3 separate regions of the Hordeum vulgare genome follow, and regions 2 and 3 are each linked to region 1. Evidence: chromatin contacts called from public Hi-C data. All regions are on one chromosome and are shown on one strand. The core of a region is the stretch at or near the end of the contact, and the rest is flanking DNA. Distances in the headings are between cores, read along the strand shown.

What was found. A called contact is a pair of places that touch in the nucleus more often than the background predicts.
Region 2: a contact with region 1 is called in a Hi-C map of leaf, with 6 times the contacts expected there. The contact joins the promoter of LOC123406071 here to the promoter of LOC123402394 in region 1. A contact is called at or near these places in 2 of 6 Hi-C or Micro-C datasets (leaf and seedling).
Region 3: a Hi-C map of seedling shows a contact between it and region 1, with 3 times the contacts expected there. The contact joins the promoter of LOC123400982 here to the promoter of LOC123402394 in region 1. A contact is called at or near these places in 1 of 6 Hi-C or Micro-C datasets (seedling) and 1 of 1 datasets of contacts at active chromatin or transcription factors (embryo).

Annotation. Positions count from the first base shown.
Region 1 is chr6H:131,328,906-131,332,535 of MorexV3_pseudomolecules_assembly, reverse strand. LOC123402394 (probable LRR receptor-like serine/threonine-protein kinase At5g45780) reads right to left here and starts at 1,550. Exons shown (of 11, transcript XM_045096308.1): 1 at 1,306-1,550; 2 at 1,038-1,170; 3 at 842-913; 4 at 1-100. The coding sequence starts at 1,432.
Region 2 is chr6H:130,905,034-130,908,663 of MorexV3_pseudomolecules_assembly, reverse strand. LOC123406071 (succinate-semialdehyde dehydrogenase, mitochondrial) reads left to right here and starts at 1,974. Exons shown (of 19, transcript XM_045099563.1): 1 at 1,974-2,181; 2 at 2,994-3,093. The coding sequence starts at 2,065.
Region 3 is chr6H:130,999,106-131,002,735 of MorexV3_pseudomolecules_assembly, reverse strand. LOC123400982 (ribosomal RNA large subunit methyltransferase I) reads left to right here and starts at 2,095. Exons shown (of 8, transcript XM_045094699.1): 1 at 2,095-2,285; 2 at 3,145-3,370; 3 at 3,451-3,585. The coding sequence starts at 2,144.

The DNA.
Region 1 (3,630 bases), core at 301-2,800:
ACCAATAAATTGGTTACCTGAAAGATCAAGAGCTTTCAGATTGGCCAGCTTCCCTGTCTCTGGAGGAATTTCACCAGATATTCTGTTATTCTGTAGTAACCTGAAGGGGGGCAACAGAGAAAAAAGTTGAGCAACAAAGCATTGGTAGTAAATTTCGTTTTCGTTAGGACAGATGGGAGTCAATGGAACAAGATCTACAAACAGTACAAAGAATACAATCCCATGACTGAGGGAGCACAAGTAATAACAAATATTATGCATACATACGTGTTCTAAGTAGGGTGGACACAGTATGATGGGTACAATAAGGAGTAGAAAGTCTAGCTGGACTGCGCTGTCAATCATACAAAGTAAGCTTGATTTGGCCGTGTTGAGTTCTGAAAGAATAGGGTACGCCCAATAGCATTCATTCTTGCCAAAAAAGAAAACAAATTTTGTTCAGGGGGGCTTGTACCGCCTGTGATCTCTCAGCATTATTCTATTCACCAGTTCTTGTCCTGGCCTTGAGAGTTTGCACACACGGACCCTGCTTGGGATTTTCATAAATTCAACTATTAAGGCAAGACTTATATTGTATAGTTCCCCACCTTCAGCTCGCTAACTATCCTGATACTAATGAGTCACCGACGGAATAGCCTAAACAGTAATATTGTTTGAACCTAAACAGCAGTTGTGCTTCATATTTTCCAACGGCTAGACACACAAGTACGAACCTCCTCATTTTGAAGCGATTAAGCTCGGAAGCTTCAAACTTGAACGGTGTTGCAAGACACACCGTGTCAAAGGAACTAAGGAAACAGGAACTGTGATTGGATAGGTGAGTTCGTTTCCAAGGCCTTACATTGTCTGCAGGTAACTGAGGTTCCCGATACTCGGCGACAGAGCCCCTGACAATCCGTTGTTAGCCATCTGCCTGCACTCCAACATCCAAACAAAACAGCACGGCATCACCAACAGCAAAACAACAACGGGCAGAAGGAGCATCCGCGCAGGCGCAGTCCAACAGCAAGACAACAAATCAGGGAGCGAGATCTCACAGCGAGACGACGAATCCGTCGGGGGAGCAGGCGACCATTGACCAGGTGCAGGGGTCAACGGAGTTGATGTCCCACCCGGCCATCACCCCCTTCTCGTCCCGCATCCGGCTCTTCACCGCCATCAGCGCCGCCACTGAAACACCGCGCAAAGCGCACCGAGCGCAATTAACACGAGAACATCCTCCACGTAGTACCAAATCCCCAAACCCTAGCCTCGTCCCTAGCCCAGCCACCCCCGCCCAACGCCAGCCGCAAGCGGCGCACATACCTTCATAGTTGAGACCTTTGGGTGAGAGCGGCGGGTCCCCGGCCGCTACACTACAAGCGGCGAGGAGCCACGCGGTAGCCACCACCACCACGGCGCCAGCTCCGGCGGCGAAGGTTAGTCTCGCCATGGAAAGTGGGGGCGTGACTGAGAGCGTCTCTGCACGGGCTCCGTGGCCATGGGTGCTGCTGTTATCGAGCGCAGTGCGTGCGCTGAGGAGTAGAATTAGGCTCGCCTTAAATCTTAATTAATGCGAGTTGGTCTGAAAAATGGGAATCTTAAATTAAGAAAGGGAGAGGCTAACTGGGCCTTAATTGCTGAGCCCGTGGAATGGAGTGGAGGACCAGACGGGTGGCTCTCGAGGCTCCGGAATTTGTGCCCAGTGTTTTGTTTCCGTTCTGTTTGGTTGGTTTTTCTTACAGGAGCCATGTAATTTAATTTAAGGTATATGACCTCTTAGAGTATGGTTAATAGTATAGCCAACGGTCGGCTATAAGGCTGTTCATAGTGGGGAGTAACATATGGTAGTATCATGCATATGTTACTATTGTATGATAGTACCTTCATAGTGCATAGTATCATAAATTAGTATCATAGATGATCTCATTTATTGACATGCATGACACATAGTAGCATAGCATTTAACATGGTACGGTATCTACCTATGTTACTATAACCCTCTCTCTCTTCTTTAATTACTTGCCACATCACCATGTTTACTAGTTCCAAGACTATGTTACTAGCTATGATACCTCCACTATGGCCAGCCTAAGGAGTTGCCATGTCATATACTCCCTTCATCATGGTATATTGGACATATCCCAAAAACGATAATTTTTCATAATTAGAAGAAAATAAGGCGCATGACATTAATTAGCCTATTAATTAGGATGTTTTGGAAACCGTCTTCACCAATGCATGCGAGGAAGTCGTTCGTTTAGTGGACGGAGGTTGCTAATGCGTCAGTTTTACGATTAATTAGGCGTTTCTACAGCTCGTCGGCTCGGTTTTTCCTACCAATAGAAAAACATCTTGGTCCCAGAGCCCTGTGAGATACGTCCAATATACTGTCATGGAGAGAGTATAATCGATCTAATAGTTAACACGTATAGTAACAAATTGTTAAGAAGTACTCCCTTCGTTCCTAAATATAAGTCTTTTTAGAGGTTCACTAAAAGACTACATACGGATGTATATAGACATACTTTAGAGTGTATATTCACTCATTTTGCTCTATATATAGTCTCCTAGTGAAATCTCTAAAAAGACCTATATTTAGAAACGGAGGGAGTACTACTTTATAAATACATGACCCACCTTACATCCTCACAATGTTTCTTGGAGCCTCTGCTACAGCCGACTGTTAATCTGTAGTTCGCTTCCCTTCTCTCTCCTCTTCTCTCTCATCCAACTCAACAAAAATATAATGTTTTAATCCTTACAGTCTTCTCTCTCCTCTTCTCTCTCATCTAACTGTATTTTATTATACCTGCTCTTATACTACCTTAATTACACCCGCGATAAAACAACTTGCTTGAAATTAACTAATTCATACACAAATTTGAAAATCCCATAAAACTCATACACGAACTCGATTGTTGTAACAGTTGACTATAAAACAGCTCCGCCTGTGACATGTCGGCTGCCACATCGAAAAGGGCCCGCATCTCAATTATTGCACAAACCATTGCAGCACATGCTTCTGGAGTTTGCACATCGTCCAAACCATCTACAAGTGTTTTGCTAGGCAAGCACCGGTACACATGAAGTGTAGGATCTGTAACATCATATCAAGTTCAGTTTCAATGCGCAGAAAATTAAGTCACATAGTTAATTGCAGGGCACCATAACTTGTTCACCTCAAAACGAAACTACTCTATGACCGACACTTAGTGCAATACTGATGCATGGTTAATTTGCAGACGATACTTGATCCGGCGGCTGTGCAACACTAAATAATACCGATGCATGGTTCGATTCATAGTGACGTTCAAAGATCAGTCAACCAGTATGTGACATCCTTGTAGCAACGCTCAACTCAAAATTCAGTACTACAAACTACAGTTTCGTGTATATGTTCCGTGACATAAAAACCAGATTGTTGCACAAAAAATTTAGAGATAGCCAATGTCAAATTTTAGTAAATTTCAGTCATAATTAGTGGAAATCTAGAGTTTTCTTCAAAAATCAATAGTTTTCGTATAGCAATACTGAATCCACAGGAGTACTGTTCATATGATAGTCACGTATGGCACTGTCCAATATAAACAATATCTATCATATCTACTTCGCCTTCCCATACAGTGAGGCGTTCATCACACTGCCCTC
Region 2 (3,630 bases), core at 725-3,224, 420 kb after region 1:
AAGAATCAATACCAAAAAAACCTGCGGTCAACATGGGTAAGCATATTTATGTCATGAACGTACCAAATAGACATGTAGTCGTTGATGATTTTGTGATCCACTACATAATATATGTATCAAAATTAGCCCCCAAAAAGGGAATAGAGAAAAATATGCACATAGAGATATCAAACAATTCTTGAGAACATAAATATGTATGGAAATCAACTCGCACCATATCTGGTTGAGAGGACTCAATACCAAGGTCAGATCAATGAGGATGATGCGTGTGAGGAGGGAAAAATCCTACAGACTATGGTTGCGTTCTGAAGTGTCGCACATCAGACTTCTGGACATACAATCTGTTTCGACATGTTTCATTGCCGTGTGTCAAAATATGTGAATTGAAGGAATAAATCGAGACAGGAAGATGTTAGTCAAAATAGGTGTATGGAAGCACGACATTAGCAAGCTTATCTGTTATAACCATAGTATGTCAATTTCTAAGAAGCATGAATATATGACAACCCAACATTAGTCTTGGCCGCTAGCATGGAACATTAATAATGGGAACAATTAGGATTACTGTCAATGCGAGGATGCATATTTTCGGTTGCCTATACACAAATTTAACCAATTTTTGTTGGCCAATGTAAGCAATTTGCTTGCCCAAAGAAGCACAAAAAAGTCCGTCGGGTACATTTGTATTGCCATTGGGAAGCGACAAAATTTGAAAAATGGAACTAATAATAATAACCGGGTAGGCCTATGTGTGTGATGTACCTACCTAATCCATAAAAATATAGATAATTTAGTGATCCAATACATACAGTATGGAAGAAATTCACAACCACAAAATGATGCATAGACCAACGTATTGACACCACGATATCAAGTAAAAATCGAAACACAATTATGTTAGCAGTCACCTAGCACTGCAAAATAAGTTTCAAAAAGAACTAGCATTGCAAGATTGAGAAGTACCAAGAGGAGAGAGGAGTCAAACCCTAAATGGGATGAGGATGGGCCATGTGGGAGAATCGTGTGATACGCCATGCTGCTCTGATGAGCGGGACAAGAGAAAAGAACGACAAGTGCAGAGGGGTTCAATTGCGACGAAGATAACCAGGACGACGAGGAAGGTTGCGAGCACGTCGGTGAGCAATGTCACGGTTAACTTCGGGCACATGGATGGGATGACGCACAGGTAAGATGCGTCGGAGGCCGTAGTGGGGCTGGGAAGAACCCTGAGGACGGAGACGGGAGCGAGGGCACCGGCGAGCAAGGGCAAGAGCTTGGACTGGTGCGGCGAGATCGGAAACATGGGTGCTTGGGTAGGGGCAGTTAATTAGGGATATAAATTGATGACTGGAATTATGGTAGCATGTGCGGCAATCTTGGAGACTGAAATCTCAGCCGTGAGATTAAAAGAAGGATCAATGGCTCACCAACGGTCTCACGATGGCTTCGTTTCAGACCACTGATAGTAAGCGTTTCCCAAGCCAAAGTGGCAAACTGCTTGCTAATGCCCGAGTTAATTAACTAATAAAATGGTTGAGCATGTTCAGTCGAAATTGATTTCCTTGCTTGTCTGCATGGCGCTGCATAGATATTTTATTTTATTTTATTTTACGAGGGTAAAAAGGGGAAGTTCATTCTTTGTGCCATGATCTGGAGCGACCTGGCCGTCCGTGCGGTCCACGCCGGCCCGCGAATTTTGGCCGACGTCGGGGAGGTTGGGAGGTCGCCATCGCACAAATTTTCCTAAACCAGCTCAACAGGCCACGTGTAAAGCGCTCGTGCAAATAAGACACAGAGACCCGGCCACACAACAGGTGCAGGTGTTCGTGTCACTCGTCCCTTCCTTCAGATGGCGATGGCGATGCGACGCGCGGCGGCGCTCGGCGCCCGCCACATCCTAGCCGCCTCCGGCTCCGCCTCCTCCCGCGTCGCCAGCCGCCGCCACGTACGCCCTCTCTCCCCCCACCCCACTCGCCTGCGCTCCTTCATACCCCTCGCGCCCCCCCGGCGGTGGTGCTCGGTGGGTCGTGTTTTTTCTGTTATAATTGCTGGGTGGGTGCGCAGATGGGCAGCGTGGACGCGGGCGCGGCGATGGAGAAGATCCGGGCGGCGGGGCTGCTCAGGACGCGCGGCCTCATCGGCGGCAAGTGGGTCGACGCCTACGACGGGAAGACCATCGAGGTACCGTCCCTCCCTCCGTCCGTCTCACTGTAGTGGTGCCTTCGAGATCCTTGTGGATTGGCGCGGTTGGATTTCGTGGGGGAAATTAGGGATTACTGCTGTGCCCAGTCCAGCTGTTACTTTGTGGAAAACGCGTGGGAGTTGGAAATTTTGTGCCGAATTTCTTAGTTCGTTTTGTTGAATTGCAGTTTTGTTGGTGTAGTTATTATTAGTCGTGTGTTCTTAGGTTGTGAACACACCATCTGCCCACAGACTGTCTGTGGGCGACAGTGTCAGACTGCTTAGTGGAGTGTGCTAACCAGAATTGTGTACTTCGTGGCATGTTTTGGTCGTTGGGGAGGTTTTATGCCGCACGACAGGTGTGTGTCTGTCGAGGGGAGTACACAAACTAGGCTGTCGCACGAGTGTCAGCATACGGTTAGTGCTTCATCTATGAGCTCTGGCAATGTTGCTTGGACTTTGATCCCATTCCTACTTTCCTAGGACGTTAGCGCCATTGAAACTTTCCTCCTGCTTGATATAGTTTGGAGCTATGAGTAATTCTTTGGTATGGTTGTGTTCTGTCTTAGCTACCGCACGCCTTGATGCCACTGTAATAGTCATGAAAATAACGTCGGAACTTAGCTGGTCTTAAGCTTGTAAGTTTGCTGTTTAGGTTATTTCTGTAAAGAGCGCTGAACAGTATGAATAATCAATTAAGTGTTGCTACTGCAACTCTACTCACTTTTTATATCTCAATTCTCTAACCTATGCTAAGTTGCCAATGTTGATTGTCAATATTTATCATTGGAACAACATTCTTTTCCTTGTAGGTGCAAAATCCAGCAACTGGCGAGGTCCTTGCAAATGTAGCCTGCATGGGCAACAGAGAAACAGCTGATGCAATAGCTTCTGCTCACACTACATTTTATAGTATGTAAAAACACATTAGTGTATTCACTTTTAATACTTGAATACTGACCAAATAATGTTTTGCAAGTGCCATAGTTAAAATGATTTGACATGCTTATGATATTAATATATGCAAATTAAACTGCTTCCGTGTCAGCGGAAGATCAGCATTGGAACACCATGAATCAAGTGAACTTCCGTTCACATGTCACATACCACAATCAACTAATATCTTCTGTGTATCAGAAAATGCTTCCATTCTGGCTTAGTTGTTCTATTACCATATATAGTAATTTAATAATAAAAATCGGAACTACTATACTGTCTCCATATTAGGTGAATGTGTGATGGTTGTTTTGTTTCTGGTAGAACAGAGGAGTTGTACTTCGTAGTAGACCAAGTACATCTTGTAGAATCCCAAAGGTAATCCTCTAGTTTATTACTACAAGCTCTAAAGGCAACAAGAGAATACATGATTAGCACTTAGGCAAAGAAAATTAGGAGACACAGATTGGTCTCTAAAAGCTTATTTTGCTAAAGCATTGGCAACTTTCTTGT
Region 3 (3,630 bases), core at 846-3,345, 330 kb after region 1:
ACGACGGGAGGTCCTGCTAGATTTGTCTTACCTTAGCGATATGTCTTGCGTATAGGAATCCCGGTGAAACTTTGGGTCTCCACAAAGTTGAGGTTTTCCTCTAAGGAATCCGACGAGATCACGAGATTCGTGATAGAGGATTACTTTGCGGTACGTGGCAGTTTGTCATGGACTAGTTGGAGCACCCGTGCAGGGTTTAATCTTTCGGAAAGCCATGCCCGCGGTTATGTGGCAAACTTGGATAATTTGTTAATATCCGGTTCTAGATAACTTGAAGTAACTCTAAAAAACTGCCAACTGCGTGCGTAACCGTGACTGTCTCCTTCGAAGACCTCTCTTCAATCGGGAACACGGTGGGGTTATGTTTGACGTAAGTAGGTGTTCAAGATCACTTAGTGATCACCTAGTCTTCGATCGCTCGCATAGACCACCAGATCAAACACTCTAATCATCGTAAGTTAGCCATCATATATGCTTAGTTTGCTGCAAACCTCTACACTAAACCTTCCTCACCTAATAACTTGACTAGATTTGGTACCAAGGTCATCCGATTGCTGAGTCCCCGTGGCTCACAGTTTACTACAACACCCCAACACCTACAGGTACGCCCGACGCAGGAGATCCTGATAGCACCCAGCTGGCGTGGCAGTACAATGAGGAGTCTGACCGACTGTACGTGAACTATCCGAAGGACTGAGGCCGTGGCCCTGATCGTGGGCGAGCATGCGGGATGTCATAGTCTTTTACTTGTTTCATATTGTCCGTAGCGGGACTAAACTTTGCTCTGAATAATTGTGTGGCTGTAAACCTTATGTTATACTATGTCAGATGGCAAGTGTATGCCCTACTTGTCATTCTTCAGTTATGTAATGTTATGATTATCTCGCTTGCGAAACGTTTAGATGCGCCTCTTTCCCTTTTTGGGCATCGCCCAAAAAATAGGAAAGGGTCGCATCTTAGTCGTTACACCGGTGGAGGATGCTCGACGCCAAGAAGATCAGTGGCGCCACGAAGGCGGGGACGGCGGCGGTCGCGGCCGCGGTCGATCAGGAAGAGGCGTTCCGCGCGGGGATGATGAATCCGCCCAGCCGCAACCCACAGGCCGCATGGAGGGGTCGCCAGGATGTTGCGTCGGCCACCCTCTCGCTGACGATGCCGCCCTCGGGGTACGTGCCCTTGTCTGGCTACTTCGACGTCGACGCGCATGGCGACTTCAATCCCAACACCACCTTCCCGCATGGCGCGCCGCAACGTTCCTCCTTCACCGATTTCGGCCACGACCGGCGCACTTTCTCACCCGCGTTCAACGCCGGCCTCAACACCCACTATAGCTACTCCCCGCTGGCGTACTCGTCAGCATCCTCGCCTGCTCCATCTCTACGTCGTGGTGTCCTTTCATTCGTGCCCCCTTCGCCGTTGTAGTTTAACTACACCGATGCCGACATGGACGAGGTCATCACGAGCGGTTCCGTCGCCGCCGTGTCGCACCCGAAGTTCGTCGTGCATGATGAAACAATGGACATCGCCAATGACATTGACGACGAGCTCGACGACGCCTAGGAGGAGGGAGAGGAAGAAGCGGTGGAGGTGGAACCGGAACCGAGCGCAGAAACCACGTCGACGACGAGCCCTACTACGTTGACGACGAACAGCGCGACTACGCCGCCGACGAGCCCGACCAGTCCTGCGGCAGAGGAGCCGCACCACGCTGAGCCGGCCGTTTGATCCGGTTTTTATCCTTTCTTTTTTATCGTCGAACTATTGGTGTGTTTGATTGTCGAACTATGGAATGCTGATCGTCGACTTGTGACATGATGATCGTCGAACTCGTGACGTTTTTTTGACAGCAGAAAAGAAAAAAAAACGTTGACATCTGGGATCGAAATCTGGGGACGCGACTGAAAACTCGCTCGCGTCGGATAAAAAAGCGCTCGCGCAACATGACGCTGAGGGCGGAATGGGTGGAGATGCTCTAATATAAAAGTGATACGAGCGCTTTGGGCCTACGGCCTGGCTTTGATGAAGGCCCCACGTCGCAGTGACACACAGATGCGCAACTTGAAGTACCAATCCACAAGCCTCGTTACCTGGTGGCGAACTTCGGCAGCTATAGTCAGTGCCAGCGCCAACGCAGAGCTACGCGATGCTCCGCGCCTGCGGCGCCGCGGCTCCGGCGTCTGTGCCCGCCCTCGTCAGGGCGCGCCTCGCGAAGCCCTCCTCCTCCGTCGCAGCCTCCGCAGTCGCCTCCTCCTCCGCCCTGGAGGAGCTCGCCGCCGACCGCAAAGGTCCACGCCCTTTACTCTCGCCTAGTCTTCTGCCGGCATTCTGTCGAGCGGCTTCGCTGTCGCCCTTCTCTCCGCCGCGGCCCTCGTTTCCAGTCCCGCGCAGCGAGGTTTGTGACCGTCACTTCTGTCCTACGTGCGGGGGGCGAGTGGGAGCGCCATGGCGACGAGCTGTTTGTTGAAACGACCAAGTGAGCTGCGCATTTGTTCCCCGTGTTGCGTTTCGATCTGGTTATGGGTCGGCCGTTTGCCAGTGCGTCCATTTCCTGAGCTTGGACGCTCATTGCTTGATATACAGTTGTAGTGAGTGGTAAATAACTGTAAATGTATGTGTAGAGAGATGCCTGGTCATTGTTTCATGGCCTGCAGTTATGAGGACCTATATTGCTACTTTTACTTGCTCATAACCCTCCAAGTCAGAGGTTGTCAATTGTTAAAAGTTCTACTACCCCCGGAGATCATTTATGGTAACAACAGCTTGAAACGATGATAATTACAGTCTCCTAAAAACGGTTCATCATTCATTTAAATTAGTGTCACGAATGAGTGGTATGCATCACCACAAAGTGGAATGATGGGCCTTGTCCAAAAAGTTGGCTAGATTCCATTCACAACGCTGAAATCAATAAATCAAGCATCGCCCATTTTGCTTGTTTGGGTTAAGCATAGGTTATGTCCAGTAGGCACTTCTTTCTTTCCTTCGCTCGAATCGAAGTACTCCCTCTGTCCCAAAACAAGTGACACAAATTTAATACTAAGTGACACAAATTTAATACTAAGTTAGTACAAATTTTGTACTAAAGCAGCGACACTTATTTTGGGACGGAGGGAGTATACACTAACAACTAAGCACCCTTTTTAGGTTTGGCGAGAGTGGTACTAAAGAAGGGCAAGACTCAGATATTCCGAGGTGGGAGTCCAATGGTGTACAGTGGTGCTGTTGATAGAATAATTGGCCGGCCTCCTCCCAAAACGGGTGATGTTGTTTTGGTAGCTGATGGGTCAGAGAAACCTATCGGGTGGGGTGTCTATAACTCCGTGTCTATGTTTTGTGTTCGGCTAATGCAACTAGAAGAAGAGGCAAAAAGGTGACACAGTTGTTGAGGTTCTATGGTTATTGAAATTTTGTGAGCTTGTGCTGAATATCCCATATTCTTGTTTTGCTCAGAGATCCAGCCTCTGCATTAAATATGGAAAGGCTGCTCGAAGAAAGACTTTGTTCTGCGGTGGATTTACGGCGTAGTTTGGGTTTCCCCTCAACTAATACAAATGCTTACCGTCTCGTCAATAGTGAAGGCGACAGGTATGTACTGTTCTCCATTCCTATACTTTAGTTAGCAAAGAAACC